6 separate regions of the Mus musculus genome follow, and all the other regions are linked to region 1. Evidence: chromatin contacts called from public promoter capture Hi-C data. All regions are on one chromosome and are shown on one strand. Each heading gives the region's core, a stretch centred on a gene start, on an enhancer-like site or on the middle of the called end of the contact. The rest is flanking DNA. Distances are from core to core; before and after follow the strand shown.

Evidence for each region. Promoter capture Hi-C pulls out the DNA fragments that hold promoters and counts their contacts.
Region 2: a promoter capture Hi-C map of liver shows a contact between it and region 1, with 2.9 times the contacts expected there. The contact joins the promoter of Slc40a1 here to the promoter of Ercc5 in region 1. A contact is called at or near these places in 6 of 39 promoter capture datasets (cranial neural crest, embryonic stem cells, frontonasal cranial neural crest and 2 more), 1 of 115 datasets of contacts at active chromatin or transcription factors (astrocytes) and 1 of 9 other capture datasets (macrophages).
Region 3: a promoter capture Hi-C map of liver shows a contact between it and region 1, with 5 times the contacts expected there. The contact joins the enhancer-like site here to the promoter of Ercc5 in region 1. A contact is called at or near these places in 4 of 39 promoter capture datasets (embryonic stem cells, hippocampal neurons and liver) and 1 of 115 datasets of contacts at active chromatin or transcription factors (astrocytes).
Region 4: a promoter capture Hi-C map of the C10 cell line shows a contact between it and region 1, with 5 times the contacts expected there. The contact joins the promoter of Pantr2 here to the promoter of Ercc5 in region 1. A contact is called at or near these places in 2 of 39 promoter capture datasets (the C10 cell line and pre-B cells).
Region 5: a promoter capture Hi-C map of 3T3-L1-derived adipocytes shows a contact between it and region 1, with 5 times the contacts expected there. The contact joins the promoter of Col5a2 here to the promoter of Ercc5 in region 1. A contact is called at or near these places in 9 of 39 promoter capture datasets (the 3T3-L1 cell line, 3T3-L1-derived adipocytes, the HPC-7 cell line and 6 more) and 2 of 115 datasets of contacts at active chromatin or transcription factors (astrocytes and fibro-adipogenic progenitors).
Region 6: a contact with region 1 is called in a promoter capture Hi-C map of pre-B cells. The contact joins the promoter of Mrps9 here to the promoter of Ercc5 in region 1. A contact is called at or near these places in 7 of 39 promoter capture datasets (the C10 cell line, the HPC-7 cell line, hematopoietic stem and progenitor cells and 2 more), 1 of 484 Hi-C or Micro-C datasets (CD4 T cells) and 2 of 9 other capture datasets (liver and macrophages).

Annotation. Positions count from the first base shown.
Region 1 is chr1:44,146,223-44,149,428 of GRCm38.p6, forward strand. It overlaps Ercc5 (excision repair cross-complementing rodent repair deficiency, complementation group 5), which reads left to right and starts at 1,522. Exons shown (of 15, transcript NM_011729.2): 1 at 1,522-1,928. The coding sequence starts at 1,841.
Region 2 is chr1:45,923,995-45,927,200 of GRCm38.p6, forward strand. It overlaps Slc40a1 (solute carrier family 40 (iron-regulated transporter), member 1), which reads right to left and starts at 1,600. Exons shown (of 8, transcript NM_016917.2): 1 at 1,227-1,600; 2 at 723-790. The coding sequence starts at 1,269.
Region 3 is chr1:45,902,737-45,905,942 of GRCm38.p6, forward strand. It overlaps the pseudogene Gm18303. Among named protein-coding and RNA genes, the nearest start is that of Slc40a1, 21 kb to the right of the region's middle. Within about 2 kb of position 1,650, at least 64 of the 459 cell types and tissues checked have an H3K27ac peak or open chromatin away from gene starts, as enhancers often do. A contact at or near this core is called in liver, where this site is marked.
Region 4 is chr1:42,711,888-42,715,093 of GRCm38.p6, forward strand. Pantr2 (POU domain, class 3, transcription factor 3 adjacent noncoding transcript 2) reads right to left here and starts at 1,567. Exons shown (of 4, transcript NR_110495.1): 1 at 1,468-1,567; 2 at 316-418. All of the region lies in intron 1 of Gm46091 (predicted gene, 46091), which reads left to right.
Region 5 is chr1:45,501,568-45,504,773 of GRCm38.p6, forward strand. It overlaps Col5a2 (collagen, type V, alpha 2), which reads right to left and starts at 1,715. Exons shown (of 54, transcript NM_007737.2): 1 at 1,254-1,715. The coding sequence starts at 1,347.
Region 6 is chr1:42,849,723-42,852,928 of GRCm38.p6, forward strand. It overlaps Mrps9 (mitochondrial ribosomal protein S9), which reads left to right and starts at 1,511. Exons shown (of 11, transcript NM_023514.4): 1 at 1,511-1,704. The coding sequence starts at 1,570.

The DNA.
Region 1 (3,206 bases), core at 272-2,771:
TACTGGATTAGAGGCCACCCTGATAGTCTCTCTGTATATCAATGGTGAGGTAGAAATCACATCCATGGACTTAGACGTATCTTCATGTTTGTGATCTATTACTGACCATGACTCTGTCAGACACAGAAATGGTTTTGTTAAGTTCTGGTTCATGTGCCCTTAGGTGCCTAATGGCCTTATTGTTTTGACAATCATTTTCTAAAAATCACTTTGAATACAGGCACATTGTGCAGTACTTATATTCAACACGTGAATTTTGAATTCTACATGGATACTGACCTGAATACATAGTAATTCCGCGGTCCAGCCAAGATCTGAACTATCATCTGCATGACCTCTACTCCAAATATTTTCCACAGGATGCAAAATGTCCTGGGGAGCATCAGACCTGAGACTTGAGAGGTCACTTAAGCAACATTGACGAACTCCCGCTATGCACTACTAAGGAAGGGGTGTAACACTCATCAAGATTGATACCAGTTTCAACATGTTTACAGTCTACTGCTGGAAGTGATAAAAATTAAACAGGCAATTAAATTGCCTTCAGTAAAATACGACTTTACTAAAATGCAAAAGTCCGTAATTTTACACATTGAGGGAATGCTAAACTGTAAACCACCTGTTTGGACATAGATACGTTTTTGCTAAAATTTGACTTCTGATAGACTTCAGCTGTAAATGAATTTTTTTCCCCAGAAATTATCTACTTCTATCCCTTCCTTTTTTTTTTTTTTCTTAGACAAGGCCATGTGAGTCTTGAGCTTGTGATATTCCTGCCCATCTCCCAGATATTTGTGCCACCATGTCGGGCTATCTATTGTTTCTTATCAATCTTTTTACTGGGTTTGAATAATTACAATACCGTCCATCAAAATTGAGCCATTGTATGCTAAGTGCTTTGCCCATATTCACTCTGCTCGGTAAAAGATTGTTCTTTTGTACTGCTTACAGATGACGGAGAAGAAATTCTGAAGAAACGTAATCTCCACAGAGCTAACTCTATAGTAAGGCCTCAAAGGGCTGCATTCGATTTAGAATGTGCATATCGTGTCTTTTCCTGGCTCTACTCTGCCCCAAGTCATTTTTCCCAATTGTGGAACTCAAAGTTTCAGATGCTGGAGGAAATTCAAAGTTAAGCACTGCGTTGTACTGCCATCCAGTTACTGCACGTTGTGAAAATATTTGCCTTCACCAAAGTCAAGATGCTCATCTTTCCGTTCTTTTCTTGTCGAACCCAATACTTGGCGCCAAATCGGCAAAGCTGGGGAGGCAATGGGGAGACTGATACTGAAAATGCACAAAGGAGACCTCACTCCATTAAGAAAGCCAATATGTGCAAACACTTTTTGCGCCTAACAGTCAGCCGAACAGAGGCACAGATTCAAAACCGAATCGCCACACACACTGACTTCGGGAGTGCTCGGGCGTGGGATTTACGTGTCAAGTGTCAACGCGGGAATCCCAACCCTCGCGTTCACTTGGAAGCCAAGAGGTTTCATCGTTTGGTCAGCGGGAGAAATCACTCGCGACCGGAGGAAGGCTCGGCGCTGGCGTCACCGGTGCTGCTTCTCAGTACTTTTAGGCGTGCCAGTACTGGGGCTGAAACCTTTCTGCTCCTCCCACCACATTTAAATTCCGCTGTTCTTTCGGGAGACCGGGTCCGCTCCGGAAGTGCGTCAGCGCCGTGTTCCTCCTTCAAGCCCTGGTGACAGCGGGTTCCAGGCGGAGAGCGGTGGGCTCTGCGTGAGTTGGTGGCGCTGCGTGCTGGTGCGGGGCGCGTCCTTTATCCTAACGGGAAACAAAGGCCCCGCGAGCCCGGCCGAGAGAGAGCGCCTGCGCCATGGGAGTGCAGGGGCTGTGGAAGCTGCTGGAGTGCTCGGGCCACCGGGTCAGCCCGGAGGCGCTGGAGGGCAAGGTGCTGGCCGTGGGTATCCTTCAAGGCGGCTCCGGAGCGCCGGATGAGCGCCTGCTCGGCGACTGGGCTTCGTCCGGGACTTGGTGCTGGGGGTCGATTGGGTGTCTGTCTATCTAGAGTGCAGGCCTGCGCTCCTTAGGCCGGCCCATTTTGTGCCCCCTATGCTTTAGTTCTCACAGCAGAGTGGCTACAGAGTTGTCGCGGAGAATAAGGAGATTTAAATGATAAAATTTGGTATAGCGTCAGGCTCCGTAGTACTGTACATCTGAGAAGTCATTCTGTCAGAGTAGAGGGGGGGAAAAAAAAGAAGAGTTCCGAACCCTCCCACCCTCCTTTTTGAATAGTTACCTCTTGTTTGTTGGAATAAAAAAAGTTCATACGGTGTATAGTGAATTAGTTTCCTCCAGCTTCTGTGATGGGTGTGTGCATTTTAGTTTTGTGTCATTGGAGTTTTGTTTTTCTCCCACTTTGAAAATGTGATACCAATTTTGAAGTTTTGTTTACGTTTATCTGTTCCACGGCCCGTTTCACAGTGCCTCTTTTATCTTAGAAGGTACTTTTACATAGTTTTCTTAATGAAAACTAGAAATTCCTGTAAATAGTTGCTGAATGTGCGTACATGCCTGGACGTGTGTCCGTAGGTGGTGGCATGCCATGCCATTCTGTAAACTATGTCAGTTCTTCACGATGTGCCCAGCTTATAATTAATGGAGAACTTGCAGTTTTGAAAAATCACATTTTATGCCAAATACATCAATGACAAAAATTAAAAATTTGTCTTACAAGTCTTTGCACAGGGTACCATAAACCCTAGTGGTTTCTCGGCGTCACTGCTGTTTAAGGATTTCTTCATTATTTATGATGGAAGAACAATTTTTAGTGAGGGGGTTCTTAAATTCTCATCAAAGGGTTTTAGTAGTGGTAGAGCACTTTCTTAGTATGTATGATAAACCAGAGTTCCATTCACATCTTTGTGAGAAAGTATTGCTGACAACACCATCAAGGAGTTACGTTATTTTCTCTTCCAGCCCTTATAAACAATTAGGAAGTTAAGCATCCTAGCATTCAGGGTTGTCAAATGAAAAGTAATCCATGTAGATTATTCATAAATGGCTGTGTTCCATTTGGGGTGTGAAGTTATGTTTATGAGGTTATTAAGCTCTTCTGAAATAATGGATCGTTTAAAGAAAATCGTGAGGGATTTTGCCTACACTCACATGTAATCTGGTTACTTCTGTAATTTAATTTTCTGTGTTTCATCATGAGAATTCTGATATCTGAAATTTAGGTG
Region 2 (3,206 bases), core at 350-2,849, 1.8 Mb after region 1:
AAGCAGTAAGAATGATTGTTTAACCCGACAGTTTCTAATAATTATCCATTGAGCACAGCCAGCCTGCTAATGAGTATCGAGGAGTTGATAGAGGATCCCAGGCCAGCAGAAAAACTGAGATTCTCCCATAGGAAGCCAAAGGAAGAACTGTGAATCCATAGCTAATTTTCATTGGGTGGTGGCTTTTAACACTACCCACAAATTAAGTAGCCACAGATAACAACTTCGAAGATTAGAGCTGTTATCATTTAGATGTTTGATCATTGATTAGGTATACTTAAACTCATCTTACAATACTATTGTAATCCTATTATGCCAGTTTTCGCCAGTCTACCCTTGTACTCTGTTTCTATAATGCTGCATGCTGGTACCAGACGTAAACCCAAGAGGGCCCATGAAATACCTTTCCAGTTCAGTAGGAGGCCCAGTTAGAATTTACCAACCCTAGTAACTATGCAAGTTTTCCTGTCCTTGTGGATCTTGTTTCAAACAGTTGTCGGTCTATGTAAAGCTTTAGAATTTCACTATTAAGTAAAATTTACTAACACTCATGGGAAACATCTTTGAAGAAAACAACGTTTTTGTTGAAACATGTGTTTTAGAACGATTTATTTACTTAACGGAATGAGAAAACTGCAAGTTCTCCAATACAACTGTCTCCGATGAGAGTAAACAACAGCTTGTGCAACGATGTCTCAAGAACTGTGTGCATTCTCACTTACCCAAGTGGAGAGAGAGTGGCCAAGGTAGAGGAGGAATTTTGCTGAGGTCAGGTAGTTTGCTAAGGATCCTAGAAAGGCACAGAGAACAAGTTAAAAAACGTGTTTAAGCACCCCAATGTGCTCAGATTAGAATTTGCTTTTGGTCGTAATTAAGTCTGATTTTTTTAAACAGGTCACTTACAAGACTGATGCATTCAGTTTACTTAATAGCATCCACTTAAGATTCAGCGTTGTCTCTTGGTCAATAACCGCCCCAACTTCAGGCAGTGAAGAAACTCTTGTTTCAACATTCCTTAACTTTGGTGGGGTTTGTTTTTTTAATGCAAGAAATTTCACCCTGCCCAGGTTACTCTATCCCTGCCTATATGTAAGTTCTTTTATTCAAACTATGAGTTTATATTCTTCTTCACCCTCCATCAAAACCCAAGTCAACCCTCATGGAACTACATCTCCCCGTCCCCACCTGCATTCCCACCATTTGAAACATTCGATTACTCAACTCACCACAGCATCCTTCCTGATGGGTTTGATCTCTTGCCTTGGTCATGACACCAGGCGTTCTCCCCTTGTTTGTTCTGATGCTGGTAGCTTTAGCTGCTCTTGCCCGGGAGCTTGTTCACAGGAGTGAGAGGAACCGAAGATAGCACCAGTATAAGCACAACAGCCTTATGCCGAAAGACCCCAAAGGACAACTAAGGCAAACAACAACAGCAAAGCTGTCACGGGGTCTTCTTTTTGTCTTCTTTCCAAACTTAGCTAACACTGTAGCTGAAGTTGGAAAGCCAAAGCCTTATGGGAGCGGGTTGGAGGATCCACCGGCCGCAGGAGACCCCGAGCCTGCTCTCGCCGCCGCCGCCGCCGCCGCCACCGCCGCGGGCAGGGCAGCGGCTTATAGGGAGCCGGGGGCGGAGCTTGAGAGAGCAGGGACCGCCCTTCGCGGCTGGACGTCCAGGTCCGCGCCAGCTACGCTCCCACCGCCCTCCCAGGAGGCGCAAACAACCTGCGCTTTGGCTGGGCTACCGCAGGAGAAGCCAAGGGGTGACCCGCACAGTAGGACGGGGACTGTATGCGGACCCCGAGGGGACACTACAGAAACATTTTGCACAAAGTCGTTTGGCAGGTGCTAGAAGGAAGCTCTTCTCTCTGGCCACCAGATTGCCGGACAGTCCCTAGGCAAAGCTCAGCGGGAGCTGGCGCGGAAAAAAAGGAGCCTCCCACCCTAGCTACCCTTCGGAATGCAGGTAGCTAAGTAAATACAAGTCATGTCCGGCCTGCCTGCGGCGCAGAATGTTTTCCTTCTCCGAACTATAGAGAGGGCTCTCTCTCAAAAGCTGCGGAATCAAAGCTCAGGAAGCAGGCTCAAAGATCACAATGTAGCCCCGCGCAGCCCAGTGATCGAACGCAGGCCGCCTTCTGTGCCACAGGCACTGCAAGGAGGCAGCGCCCTTCACTGTCCTTTCCCTCTGAGTTCTAACCCTAGCCGCTCCTGCCTCTTTGGCTACTCCACAGGCTCCAAGTGCTGAAGGGAAGTAACCAGGAATACCGGTTGTCCCAGTTGGGACCCTGGGTCTGGCCCCGTGCAGATAAAGCCCTTTTGGTAGCCTCCTGGGGGGACAGGTGAATACACACCAGGTGTAAGCCTCTAATGACCTCCGTTTCCTCCCCAGGGCATACCTGCTTCTTGTGTCAGCCCTTCCCTTCCCTTACCTTTGTCAGGTTTGTCAACACTTCAAGAGTGATCCTAAACATTGAAACTCCAACCGGCTTGCACTCTTCCAGCCCTGCCAGAATGACACCTGGTAATGAAGAGAGCCACTCATGAGCACAGGCCTTGTATCTGGACTCTCTATCAGAAGCCCCAAAGGTCTTTGCGGGCGGGGTGCAGCTGGATTCGTTAGGATGAGGTCTGCAGAACCGAGATAGGGCTTTGCTACTGCAACCGCTTTTTGTCCTTTGCAAACCTTTCTCTCTCCTGACACACAAAACGTTTAAGTCCTTTCTCCTCTATCGCAGGTTCGGGTATGTCTGCTGAAGTTGCAAAATGGGGTAGTATATCCAAATGTCTTTTGGAGTAAACCTAAAGTGTGCTTACATGAAGCACTTAGGAAGGGATCATCTAGCAAGTTCTGACGGTTTCTTTCTCTCTGTCTCTCTCTGTCTCTGTCTCTCTGTCTCTCTGTCTCTCTCTTCCCCCAGCCCTTCCTTCCTTTCCTTTAATTTTGTTGATCTTCAGAATACAAACTATCCTGATTCCCTGCACGTATGTGCCAATAACAGGATCTCCATGCCCTTTGCATTAAGTACAGTGTGCCTTAAGAGCTATCCCCCACATCTAGTCAGAAGACTCTGAGAAACAGGAGCTCAGTTGATGCGTGCTTCAAAGTGTGATGTGTTCTCCATTGTCATCAATGGGGAGCTTCTGTTCCCCATTGTCACCAAGGAGTCCTCAGAAGCCCAAACTAGGAGAGTGCTAAGAACAGGTGG
Region 3 (3,206 bases), core at 400-2,899, 1.8 Mb after region 1:
TGTAAGTCTGATCTAAACCACAATGTGCATTATGTTATTTATTTTAGGGCTTTGAAAATTAGTTCTATAAAATTTCACATATACATGTAGTAAGGACAGCAACCGCCTAAGATAGTTTGGATATAGTTATTTTAAGAACATGACGGTGCACTTTTCATGTAGTAAAATTCAATAAGGAAAATGTTCAAATAGAAAATCTATGCCAGCTTGCACAAGGGCAGGGATAAAAGAATTCACCTGTGCTTTGATATCCCATTTGTCTACTCCTTAGAAAAAAAATACGTGCTCCCTTGTAGATCTGGAAAGTGTGAGCAAGTCTACATACAAAGAAGAATGTATACTTTTTAATTTTTAAAGTATGGGGAAGATGAACAGTTCATACCTGTCAGGTAAAATATGCACTTGCTGTCACAAGACTCAAGCATTTCTACTCTAGTCTTGAGCTACCATCTTGCACAAGAGAAATATTCTGATAGTAAGGATTATTCTGAAGGGTGGATCAAAGGGAAGAAAGAAGGCACCCTGGATGAAGTTGTAATGCTTTGAAGTACGAATAATTTATGGAAAAAGGTGAAACTCAGGGTTTTTTCTTTATTTTCTTTGGACATTTTAGTTTAGTTTTTGGTCTTATCTACTATCTTAGGCTAAGTTTATTTTTAAAATTTGTATGTATTTTTATTCATGTGGTCAGTGTGTGCTCCACATGTGTGCATGTGCTCCCAGAGGCCTGAAGACTCAGGTGGATCTGTGTCATGCATGTGACTGCTGGGAAGTGAATCAGACTCCTCTGCAAGAACAGCAAGTGTTCCTAACTGCTGAATCATCTCTATAGTCCCCTAAATTTATTTCTTAATCATGGTAAAATATACTAGGAAATTTGTATATCTACTTACTCATGTAGTAGATCTTTATAATGCTTGATAAATATACTAACCGTCAAGGTGAACTTGACTTTTTGTCTTTCTTCAAACTCTGGATATATTCACAGATTGATCAGTAGAGAAAAAACCTTGGCAAACAAACTATGGTTATACAACAAGGACGTATCTCTTTCACTTCATCAAAAAAAAATAATATATATATATGAATAAACAAAATGTTTACCGTGGTTACTCCCAAAAATTCAGAACAGGTTGGGAAGTGAGCATTTCAGTCAAACCCTACACGGTTTTCTTTTTGTCCAAGAGGAATGAATTATCATGACAATTTTTTAAAAGTTGTTTTAAAACATCACTGTTTAACCCAACAGTGCAGGTAGCACATGAAATAAAGAAATGAGATGCCCAAATCCTTAACATTGACATGATAGGTAGTAAATACTTTCTAGTTTGAAATTTGCATCACAAATGTTTGCCAAGTTTTCCCTGGTTCTCCAGACTTTGTAATTTCTGTGTAAATTTCATTTCTCAATCACTAACTTTATGAAAATACTATCCACGTATTCATAAACCACCTCAGTAGAAAATGCTAATCCTCTCTCTCACTCTCTTTTAGAAAAAAAAGGCAACACATGCATTTTGTTTATTTGGTGGGTTGGCTTAAATTTTTTTGTATGTTTTCAGATTAATCATCAATATTTAATAGTGCCAGGTTTGACCAGCACAGGTCCACATCACATGGCAAGGGGTCATGTACTCGCTGGCTGAGCTCTGAACCCTGAGCACACCTCATTCTCTACCCACAGGCCTTGGGTGTGGGTACCTTCAGAATTCGTTGTGCACCCTTTTCCTTATAAAAGTGTATGGGAAAGGGATTTTTTTACTTCACAAAGGGCAAAGGACAAAGGACATTGACTAACAAGCTTGTTAGGTTTGTTACTGGTGGGTGGGGTGGAGGAGAGGTAGGGACAGGTGGAATACTTCTTTGAAAGTTAAGTGAAATAAGCCAGACCAGAAAGGGAAAAATTTCATTTCCCTCGTTTTAGGAATCTAGAAGAACAAAAAAGAAGACACACAGGTAGAAGAGAGACCATTAGAGAAGAGGAAAGAGTCAGAGGGGAGGGGAGGGACAGAGGAGATGGAGTGGTGGGTAAGACCCAAATATACATATGACTGAAAATGTCCCAACAAATCCCATCGTTTTATGCAAGTAATGAAAATTAACCAAAGGGAAAGGAAAAATGAAGGTGTCTTCATTGTTCTTAATAGACAACCCAAAGTAGTCTGTTGGAAGAAACTGCTTAAAGAGAATGAAAAAAGAACACAAGAAAAACTAACGAACAAACAAGCTGCAACGAATGTGATTTCAAGTAGGAACCCAATGAAGAATTCTTTTAAAAACGTAATTACAAACAAAATAAAGGACTATTTTCCAACTTCTAATTCACTATGCTATATTGGCCCACTGACACTGAAGCGTTTTTTAGTTTCTCTCTTTCCCCTTCCAGTGTTCTACCCCTGACATAATTCTAAACCTGCAGGCAGTAAACATTCCCGTCCTTTTGCCCCTCCTCCTGCTCAGTGCAATAGCTTGCAAAGATAAGGGCAGCAGCTGTTGTAAAAATCCTATTAACTCCGTGCTCTGCACGGCTCCTGTGGGTCTGGCATTTGGCGAAGTGCCTGCATCAAGTGCTGGGATCTTTTCCTGCTCAGATGGTTCTATTCAGTGGACAAGGTCACAGACCTTCAGTTATGGCTGCAAACACTCTGAGCAGATATCTAACCCCAGCTTGACCTCTGGGAGGGAGCAGAGGGCCTGTGCAAGATTGCAGCCAAGCCTAACATTTGGCATCTGCTGTCTGTGAAATCTCCAGGGCTGATGCCAGAATGTCTTAATATGAGGGTAAAAGGGATCTTTGTCTACCATGTCTGTTAAACTTGCACTCAGCAAGCCTGATCACAGATGTGGTGCTTAGACCACATCTCCAGTAAAGGGTCACTGAATGTTTCCTGAATGGAGACTTTGGAGGCTGTGCTTGAGGGATTAGATACACTACTTGCACACAAGGTTCAAACCAGTAGGTGCGAACTCAGAGCACTCCCTTGGAGAGATAAAGAACATGACTTGTGTGGGAGATGGGCTGGATCCCATGAAGGTGAAGGCTTACCAGTGTTCATTACACAGAAGCAGCCAATGGAGAACAGTCTTGACTGTGAGGTGAAGAAAGAATTGAAGGTGACAACTGAACTCCATCTCACGAAGGGCAGATTTGATGAACCTGCCACATACCTGTTGCAGTGGGCCCAGCAGAGAAAAGATTCTGTTTG
Region 4 (3,206 bases), core at 317-2,816, 1.4 Mb before region 1:
TGAGCAGAGGTGACATAAGAAATAACTGGCCCCTTCCAACTGCACCACTGCTCACCTTGCCTCTTTCCTAGAGGCGGAAGAGCCTTTCTTTGTAAGTTGCTCCGTTTTTCTTACTGTGGACAGCAATTTAATTTCCTCCTTTGCCCCAAGCCTTGCACACACAACTGAGCAGGGATTTCCACTTGGGGATAACAAGAGGCTGGCATGGAGACAGAGGGAAGTGGTGGACAGCCTCCTGGAGGTAGCCTTAAGACTGGTAAAACTTCTCTGATACTTTCCCCTCTCCAGACAGCCACAGTCTCAGGAAAGACTCACCAAATGCCATGTCAACCCCGGAGCAAAAAGAACGTGGAAAACGTAGCACTAGTTCTTCATTTTCTCCTTAGCTGTTGAGTTTCACTTGTTCCTCTCACCCCATCTGTGGTAGAAGTTAAAACAACTTGTCCTTTTAAATAGATTTGGGTTTTCAGCATTACTAGAGTACTGGGAGAGAGTGCTTGCCCCAATTCCACATCCAAACCAAGTCGGTTGTAACCAGCCATCTTCAATTATGCTCTCCATAACTCGACAGAATCAGGAATCAAGGTACCATTAGGTACAAGAAGCAACAAACTTTACTAAAAGAAACAAATATAATATTGACCACGGATACATACAAACTCCCTGAAATATCATTTCTACTCTTCTTACTTCTTGGGGACAGGGGTAGGAAGTGGAGTGGGGAGGGATGGTGTAAAAATCTTAGCTGGTTTGAAAAATAACTCGATCATATTGTCTGAGTTTAAAGTTCTCAAGTCTAATCATAAGTAATAAAGTTGTTAATAGTTGTAATTGGTTTCATTGCTCGATGTAACTGGTGTTTTATTTGTGACCCAACTAAGCTTTGTAGCAAAGTACAGGTGGTTCAGAATCCATAAAAGGGAAGTTATTCCTTCTCAGGCAACTTTTCCCAATAGAAGGCAAAGTGAAGACGGCTGTCTCACACATTATCTCCTCTGCTTTGCTTTTTTTTTTTTTTTGAACACTATAGATCTAGGTTTTAATTTCTCTAGATGTGTGTGTGTATGTGTGTGTGTGTGTGTGTGTGTGTGTGTGTGTGTGTGTGTGTGTGTGTTTGATAGACCTGAAGATGCGTGGCCATCGTGCGTGGGCTCTTGAAAGCAGAGAAGAAACTCAATGTACTCAATGTACACAGAAAAGAACCGCTTTGCTAGCTAGATCAAATGCCCGACCAAGTTCACTTTCCATCCCTTCGCTGGAAGAGGGTCACCCACTGAAAGCGAAAGCTCCGGGGATTTGAGAGGGGCAGCAAGGACGGCTTAGCTTCCTAGGCCTTCTCCCAGTACTCTCTCTTCACACCCCGCTTCAGAGTACTTCTCAGGACTTCCTAATCCGAGGTGCCCACTACGGACTAGCTTCCCCGCGCTCTCCTCAACTCTTACTGGCTCCGCCGCACCCTGGACTCACCCCACACAGTCGGTCCGCTCCATCCAGACTGGAAACAGGTCTGAGTCGGGCAACGCTGGAAGCCACATCTCATCAACACCAATCCACACCAGTCGCCTAGATCTAGGCTGCAGAGAAGCCCGCGACACGCTGCCAATGATGGTGGGGGCAGGGAGGCCATGAAGAACCGCAGCCTCCAGCTGGGTTGCGGCTTTCTTATGGAAATGACCCGCGCTGGCCTACTGGACTCAAGCGGGTTCCATAGTCCCGCACCCCATCTCTCCAAAGCTTTTCCTCCCGCAAACCCTCATCCTCCTCATCCTACCGTGGCTGAACTGGTGGGGGATGAGCTAGAGCTACGCCCCGGCCGCAGAGCGCGGGCCGGGTCTCCCCTCGGCCCGACGGGCTCCAGCTCCGCATTAAATATTCATAGCAATCGCTACTTTCTTAAAGGGGAACCCGCCGCGCGGGAAAGTTCCCAGCCAGGGGGACTCACAAAGGAAGGTGTCTGCTCCCTCCGGTCCTAGGGGTAACCGGGCACACAGCTCCTGAACACTTGGGCGAACAGGGAAGGGAAGGGAAGGGAAAGATCAGAGTACCCGCTCGCCTACAGTCAAGACACTTCCTAGAGACTGCGAAAGAAGAGATATTTGGAAAGCTTTGGAAGCCCCGATCACTCGTCGCATAATTATTTAAAAATAAGTGGTCACATCTAATGCTTCAGGGTTTCCAGGGCCTTTCATTAGTTTCTTTCATTTTATAGTTTTAAAAGGACGGTGGTTTGACTTCATTCAGGCGTCATCCGCCCGGGGACCAGAAAGTTTGCTCTGTATTGCTTGAAACATGCACTCGGGGAACTTAGAAACATCACTTTGAGAGCCTAAAACAAAACCTGCACCTGTCCCATGGCTGATGTGCAGAGCTGGAGCTTGAGAACTCAGAACCCTTGTGGGGGTACTCGTGGGGAGAATTGGTCTGAACCCCAGCGCCACTGCTCAATTCCAGGCCTCTTTCTTCCAGAGCACGGAGGGCCTGCATAGATGTGCAGTCCTCGGCCTTCCGGAGGCCGAAACCCATCTGCCAACTGCTCAGCAGGGACCAGGAGAAAAGCGGAATGGGAAAGGAAGAGGAAGCAGAGAAAGTTCTGGGCCCGCTGCGGAGGAGGCCCTGCCTGGGATGCACCCCCGCCCGGGGCCAGCTGACCCGTGACCGCTCCTCCTGGTGCCAGGCGACGCCCGCGCCCTGGTGTGCTTTCACCCCCACATCCCCCCCCCCAGCCCCCCCCCCCCCCCCCCCGCTCACGCCCACTCCACACTCTCTCTCTCGATAAGGCTCTTTTTGTTCCGGACCAGGAGCACTTTCACAAATGGTTAGAAAGTCTTGAGCGCCATCTAACGGGAACAGCAAAAAGTTGAAAGTGGGTGGAGGTTAGGACCTGTGAGGTGCCCAGGCTGGGCTCCGGAGAGTCCTTTCCCCAACTCTATCCACACTCTCAAGCCTTGACTTCCCTTCTCTTACTCTCACAACTCTCGTCCCCTAGAACTCCAGACTTGACCACTCTCGCAGGCTCACCTTTCCAGAGCCCTGGGGCAGTTGTAGGCTGCTTCTTGGACCTTCTCTTCCACTCCTGGTAGGACTGCTTGCCAGGTTCCCTGGTGTCACACCTGCCTGAATAGGGTTCTGGTATCATTCAAAGTCTTTATGGTTTTCTTTTGGGCCTGAGATGGGAAGTCTCATGAATTCGCATGAGGTGCGCTGGT
Region 5 (3,206 bases), core at 465-2,964, 1.4 Mb after region 1:
GATTTTAGAAAAGTGCTCCCTCTATGGGGCTGCTGACAGACTTGAATTTTATCTCCAGAACCTTGGGATTTCTACAACTTACAGTTGCTAAACACAGTTTCTAAATATTTTTAGAGAAAAAAAAATCAGAAAGGCAGAAAACATATTCGTACAGATGGCTGGATATACACAGGAGAAAGACAGTTACAGACACGATTAGCACATTGCTAAGTTTTGGAAGCTTGAGTGTGATGCTAACAGAGATTCAGATCTATGCTGGCCTCTTACAATGAGAATGTATCTGTTTCTGACACTTCAACCTTCAAAAGTTAACGTTAATATCAACGAGGCCCATTTTATTTTATTTTTAAGTTTTATTCTATAGCAGCCACGCCATTTTGCTTAACAATACATCCCAGCACTAACATATGTAAATCACATAGGGGAAACAAAACAAAACAGTAACCAAGCAAGATATGCCTTAAAAGAAAAGAAAATAGAAGGAACGGGGGAAGAGAAGAAGAAAGGGAGAAAGGAAGGGTCTAAGGGGAAAGTCCTTCTTAATACTCTGTTCCAAGTAGAATTTCCTGCCTTCATCCATCCACCCAGGAACCATGCTGTCCTGATAATCAAGTCAGTAGGGTGGGAAAGCACAGAAATTTAAGAAATCTGGTTTCTATCAGAGTCTGTCATGGAGAAATAAACTTGACTCCCTCTCTGTAGGCAAACCCGATTTTAAGATCAGAGATGAAAACTTTAGGAGGGGAGGATAAAGAGCAAAGACAAAGGAAATTCCGAACTATCGGATTTGCCTGCTGGAGAGGTTTTTCTAAACAAAGACTTTCATGAAGCTGCTGAAGTTCACACAGGAAAGACTCCACCCTGCCCAGCTTCTGCTGCAGCGGCTTTCCCTGCTTGGAAAGCGCCTGCCCACAGGACAGACCTCTAACTAAAAGTGCCTCCGGGGCTCCGTTTTAAGCACTCTTGTTTTCTTTTAAACGTCCCACTCTTACATTCCGGCAAAAAAAAAAAAAAAAGACTGGTGATATCCTGGCTCTTACAGGATGTCAGAAGCCCACTTTTTGCCAGGGCACGCACAGAAGCTCCGGATTTGCAAATGTGCCTAGTCTCCAGAGCCAAGCTACAAATCCTAGAGCCCCCTTCTCAAACTTCAAACCAGAGTCTTCTCTTTATCCTCTTCCTGAAGCTTAACATTCCATCTAGTTCCCAAACCAAGCCATAAACACCATAAGCAAAGCAAAAGGCAAACTCACCATTCTCTTGTTCCTGGGCTTTTATTGAGACACAGTACCCTAATAAAACAGAAAGAATGAGGAGAGGTCTTGCTCCCACCCAGTTTGCCATCATGTCTAAATATGAGACATGTGGGTCCTCCTGGGATCGAAGAGTAGATACTGAGGTCACTGTAGCACCATGAATTCCGCTGGGGGCTCTTTTTCAGCACCAGTCCCCGCGCTGCCTCAGTCTGTTTCAGCACCAGGTCCGGCACAGTCTGCGAAAACTTTTTTCAAGCGGTGCAGCTTTAAATAGGAAGAATGCTGCCTCCACTTCTTTTCCTGCCCCTTTCAGCTTGTTCAGGCTCATAACCATCCAGTGTCTGCCAAGCAACCGTCTGATTGATGGTAAACAACCAAATCAGAGCGCGCGCCTCTGCGACTTGAGTTTTCAGTGCTTCTTGTAGATTTTAAGCACAGAGGAAGCTTCTCAACAGAGACAAACTTTTATTTCTCCTTCTGTTTGAGTGTGTGTGTGTTTTCTTTTCTTCTTTTTTTAAAGAAAGCCTATTAGAAGGAGTCTGATCCACCCTCCCCAACCCTTCCCCAGACACACACCCACTGACTTTTTCCAGAGACACTAAAAAAACTTTAGGGAGGATTACAGCCTTTTAGTGGATTTTTTTTTCTTTTGCACTTAAATAATTCAGAATTCTCTTTGCCACTTAAGCCTTTAAAACGTCACTTTTTTAACCCTTTCTTTTGGCAATGGAGGAAGGATTCTTGTCCCAATTTTCATCCTCCTCCCTCTCCTATGCTCTGAGAAGATTGTGGAAGAAAGGAGGCAGAATATGGCCAATACAAAATGAACTTGAGATACTTTACATTGAGTTATTTCCACATCTTTTTAGTAGGCACATCTATACGTTCTCCTCGTCACAGAGCATGCTATTGTGTTAAAAAACAAATATGTTCACTAAGCTTGTGGAGGGAGGAAAACACACTGGTTTAAGTCTCAGAAAGGGTAGGTTCCAATATCAGATCTGCCAACTCACCAATTTTGTGAATTTATACATAGTCCTTAACTGTCCAAATTTTTTTGTTGTTGTTGTTAGAAAAGGGGCTTTGGCCTGACCAGTGTGCAGGATCTGGTGACACTAAACTGAGCAATATGCTGTTAACTAGATTCTAAATTACAAAGAGCTACATAAAAGTGAATGATGCTGTTATGAACCCCACACCAGCTTTCCACGGAATGTGGTAGTCCTAGCTGCATATTTCTGTAAAGAGCAAGGCATTAACTTTGTGTGCTACTCAAGCTTGACAGATTTAAACGCCCTCAGTGTTTTTGACAGTCTAATTCATTTGATAGTGTGCGTTCTGGGGGATCTGGATCAAGCCCCACATAACATGTCATGTGTGACTCAATTGTTCATAGTTACTCAGCACTGAACAGGTGCTCTGAGACACACTGAATAGAGGAAGGATTATGGCAGACTAGAAACAAAGTCAGCATCCATCACCTTTAAGGAACATGTGTATGCAAATGCTGAAAAAATATATCTACGTGAAACAAAAAAATACAAACAATATATACAGCTATGTGTGGAATTAACTAAACCCCAAATAAATGCAAAGAAAAGGGATAGTATAAATTAAAATAGGTATATGAGGCTTCATTTACTATTTAATTTCCTTAATAAAGAAATCCAAGATGCTTTAAATTGAGAGGTGGAACTAAACTCTGGAGAAGTTCCAAAAACAACTTTCTAGCCCTGTATCATTGAAAATAACTTGTCACCAAGACCTGCCTTTGTTTAGTGAATTCGTTCACCAACACACTGCTGTTCCCATGGCTGTCTTGCTCATACTTAATGAATGGGCTAAATAAGGAACAAAAATCAAATTTCTTCTAATTCTTTGAATAATAGCTGAAAAAGCCCCTGATGTAAAAGCTCTTGTTAATCCCTCATCAAAGGAACATTGTTTTGC
Region 6 (3,206 bases), core at 261-2,760, 1.3 Mb before region 1:
GCTACTGGGGGTTCCAGGTACAATGTGTTTCTTGGTATTGAGAGCTGACATTTAGGAATGAAGATGGGCTGGAGGGGAGGAAGTAAGGAGGGCTGCAGAGGGAGGGAAGGTGGGTGATCTACCAGGGTCTGTTTAGTCCCCTGGGAATGGGATCAGAGAGTGAGAAGAGGCCACAGCAGTTCTGCTACAGATAAGACTAGAGGATTGGATTTGGAGAGATAGAGGGAGAGGTAAAGATCTGGAGTTAGCCTACCTGCTTTTCTGGCCAGCACTGCCTCGCCTCTAACTTATTCTTCTTCTCCAAATACTAGTCCTGGACTTCTGCCACTGAATGAAGAGATTTTCACTAATGTAAAGGAAACAAACAAAGGGGAAAATAATGATTTCCCCCCTTTACTACAAGCATCCTATTTGGAGGGGTTTTTTTTCTTCTATTTTTCTGAAGCTATGCAATTTCTATTTCCCTAGAGCTGTTTTATGAGGTGATAACTGTACGATGCCAGCACTTACTTCATAACTTAAAAAACAGATTTCTAATTTACATGTATAAATATTTTGCTTGTATGTATATGTGTCTGTACATCACAGACATGGTTGATCCCCTTGAAATTCAGAGAAGGTGTCAGATTGTTTAGAGCTGTAATTATAGATAGATAGGTAGATAGATAGATAGATAGATAGATGTGATAGATAGATAGATAGATAGATGTGATAGATGTGATAGATGTGATAGATAGATAGATAGATAGATAGATAGATAGATAGATAGATAGATAGATGTGATTTTCCACAAGAGTTCTGGGGACCAAACCCAGGTCCTCTGAAAGAACATAGAGTGTTTTTAACTTCTCAGCCTCTTACTCGGTCACCTTGATCTCGTTTTCTGAGTATGTTTTAAACTTCTAATGATAATTTCAACATTATCAAATTATTCAATGATAATTTTCAACATTGGAAAACCCTTTAAGAGTGATTTATTCAACCACTTGTATCTGGTAGAGATAACCCTAGACTTAGGGTTAGGAAGTTCAAGTTTCAGAAGGCAAAGACAGTTCCTGTGTCTGCAGCCACTCTTAATGGCTTTAAGGCTCAGAGGCAATCAGGGAGAGCCATGAAGTTGAGCAGGGAGGTGCTTTTCCTCAGCCTGTGGGTCAGACAGCTAAGAGTCAACACAATGTGTTGGAAGCCAGAATGGTTAGTTGCTGGAAGAAGAATGTCTTGAAACAGATCTTTAAAACGGGCAAGTTCAAGGGGGAGCAGAAGGCCCTTGCGGGAAGGCAAGCGGACAGGAAAGCCAGCTTGGATTGTTGGAGTGAGAATAAGACTGTGGAAGGCTTGTCTGAGCGTGGGTACCAGGAACTCAGCTAGGACTACAGCTGCTAGTAAGCCGAAAGCCATGTGCAAGGCAACCTGCTGCCGCGCACCCAATCAGCGGCGAGGGGCTGGACTACAGAACTCCGCCCCTAGTTGCAATTGCTAAGGAAGCGCTTCCGCCTGGGAGGTCTGCGCCTGCGCAGTCTCCAGGCTCCACCCCTTTCCCCTCCCGCCAGGATGTTTCTTACGGCCAACATGGCCGCCCCCTGTGTGTCCTGCGGCCGAGTGCTTTCCCTTTGGTTCACTCCCGCTGTTAGAGCTAGCCTCTGCCAGAGGCCCGGGTACTGGACAGCCTCGGCGGTTGGCTGGCAGACAGGGACCAGGTTCCAGGTAAGGTCCTGGGAGCTGGAGCTGGCGGTCCGTGTGGTAGGGTGACGTGAAGCCGGCCCACCTTCCAGGGCTGCCAGAGCCCTCAAGGTAGAGGTCGGAGGTCACGCTTGGGGATCGGGGAATCGGCCGCGGACGGATCCTCTGCAGCCTCTCCCTGGGCTTTGAGGAGCAAAGGGTTCGGCAGATGGAGTTGGGTGGCTGCCTGGGTCTTGTGATTCGTCCCGGGGAGAAGGGGAGCCGAACTCTGCGCGACCCGGAAGATGTCCTGGGCAGAGTCAGTCTGTGGAGCGAACTGAGACTTTTTACAAGTGCTCTGCGTTTGCGGAATTTCAGTTTTTGTAATTTTCCCGAAACTTGTGTGTGTGTGTGTGTGTGTGTGTGTGTGTGTGTGTGTGTGTGTGACATTAGGAGAGCAGAATTTGACCGCTTCGCTCAATTCCGGGGTCGGTGTGAAGCTGGGATTTCTAGCTTGAGTCTTTGCTTGTCGCCCGTTTAATGTGGCTCATTAAAAGTGGGAGAAAACGAGCTTCGGCTGTAATTGCACTTAAAGTGTCTGTGGCATATTCTACCGGAGATTTCCAGTAGTCCTTTCGGTGGGTGTGCCCGTGACACAGGAGGAGACCTAACTTTGAAGTCCTGTTACCTTGCAGGTTCTAATGGAAACCCAGGGAATAGCGCGCAGATGGTGTCCTGCAAGAGTAGGCAGATGAACAGGCCGAAAGAGAGGTCTCAAGAGATTGAGAACACGCGGTCAAACAAGTGGGGGTTGGAAAACAGAACAGTTTGAGTAGAAAGAGTACGAAATGTTGGAAAAGCAGTACTACCACCAGATATTGCCGAGAAGTTAAACGCTGGATCTTAGAACTGTTTTACAAAATGACTGGCCACCTTTTTCTGTTATTTGATGTTGTAACATAAACCAATTTGTCCATTGATCTGTTAAACATCTGGGTTTCTTGGTTTTGAAAATTGGAAAATGTGTTGGACATTTTTATTTCTTCTATACATCTCTTTGAGACACATAATTGCATATGAGAGGAACTGTAGCATACAAAATATGTTTATTGGTAATGATTATATGGGCAGGTGGCTCTCACTCTCCTATATTCTGAACCTAGTGTACCCTTCTTCTTTCTCTTTATTCTTATAATTATGTGTAAACAAACACATTTTACAAAATGAGCCTCGCTGGGTCACATCCCTTTTACCTTTTTAATTTACAGGGGGAATACATGTATGTGTCTTTTATTATGTCTAAAGCTCATTCCGGTTGCACACTGCTTTCTTCCCACGGATGCATGCATACACATTGTCTTGGTTACTTTTCTGTTGCTTCGAAAAGACACCTGAACAGGGAGAGACTGGGGTTGGCACAGGGTTTTGAAATCTTAAAGCCCAGCCCCCAGTGGGATACCTCTAACAACAAGCCCCTCCCCCCATGTATGTATACACACACAAAGACATTTAGAAACCTTTTTTTTGTACAGTGCCTGCCGAAAATA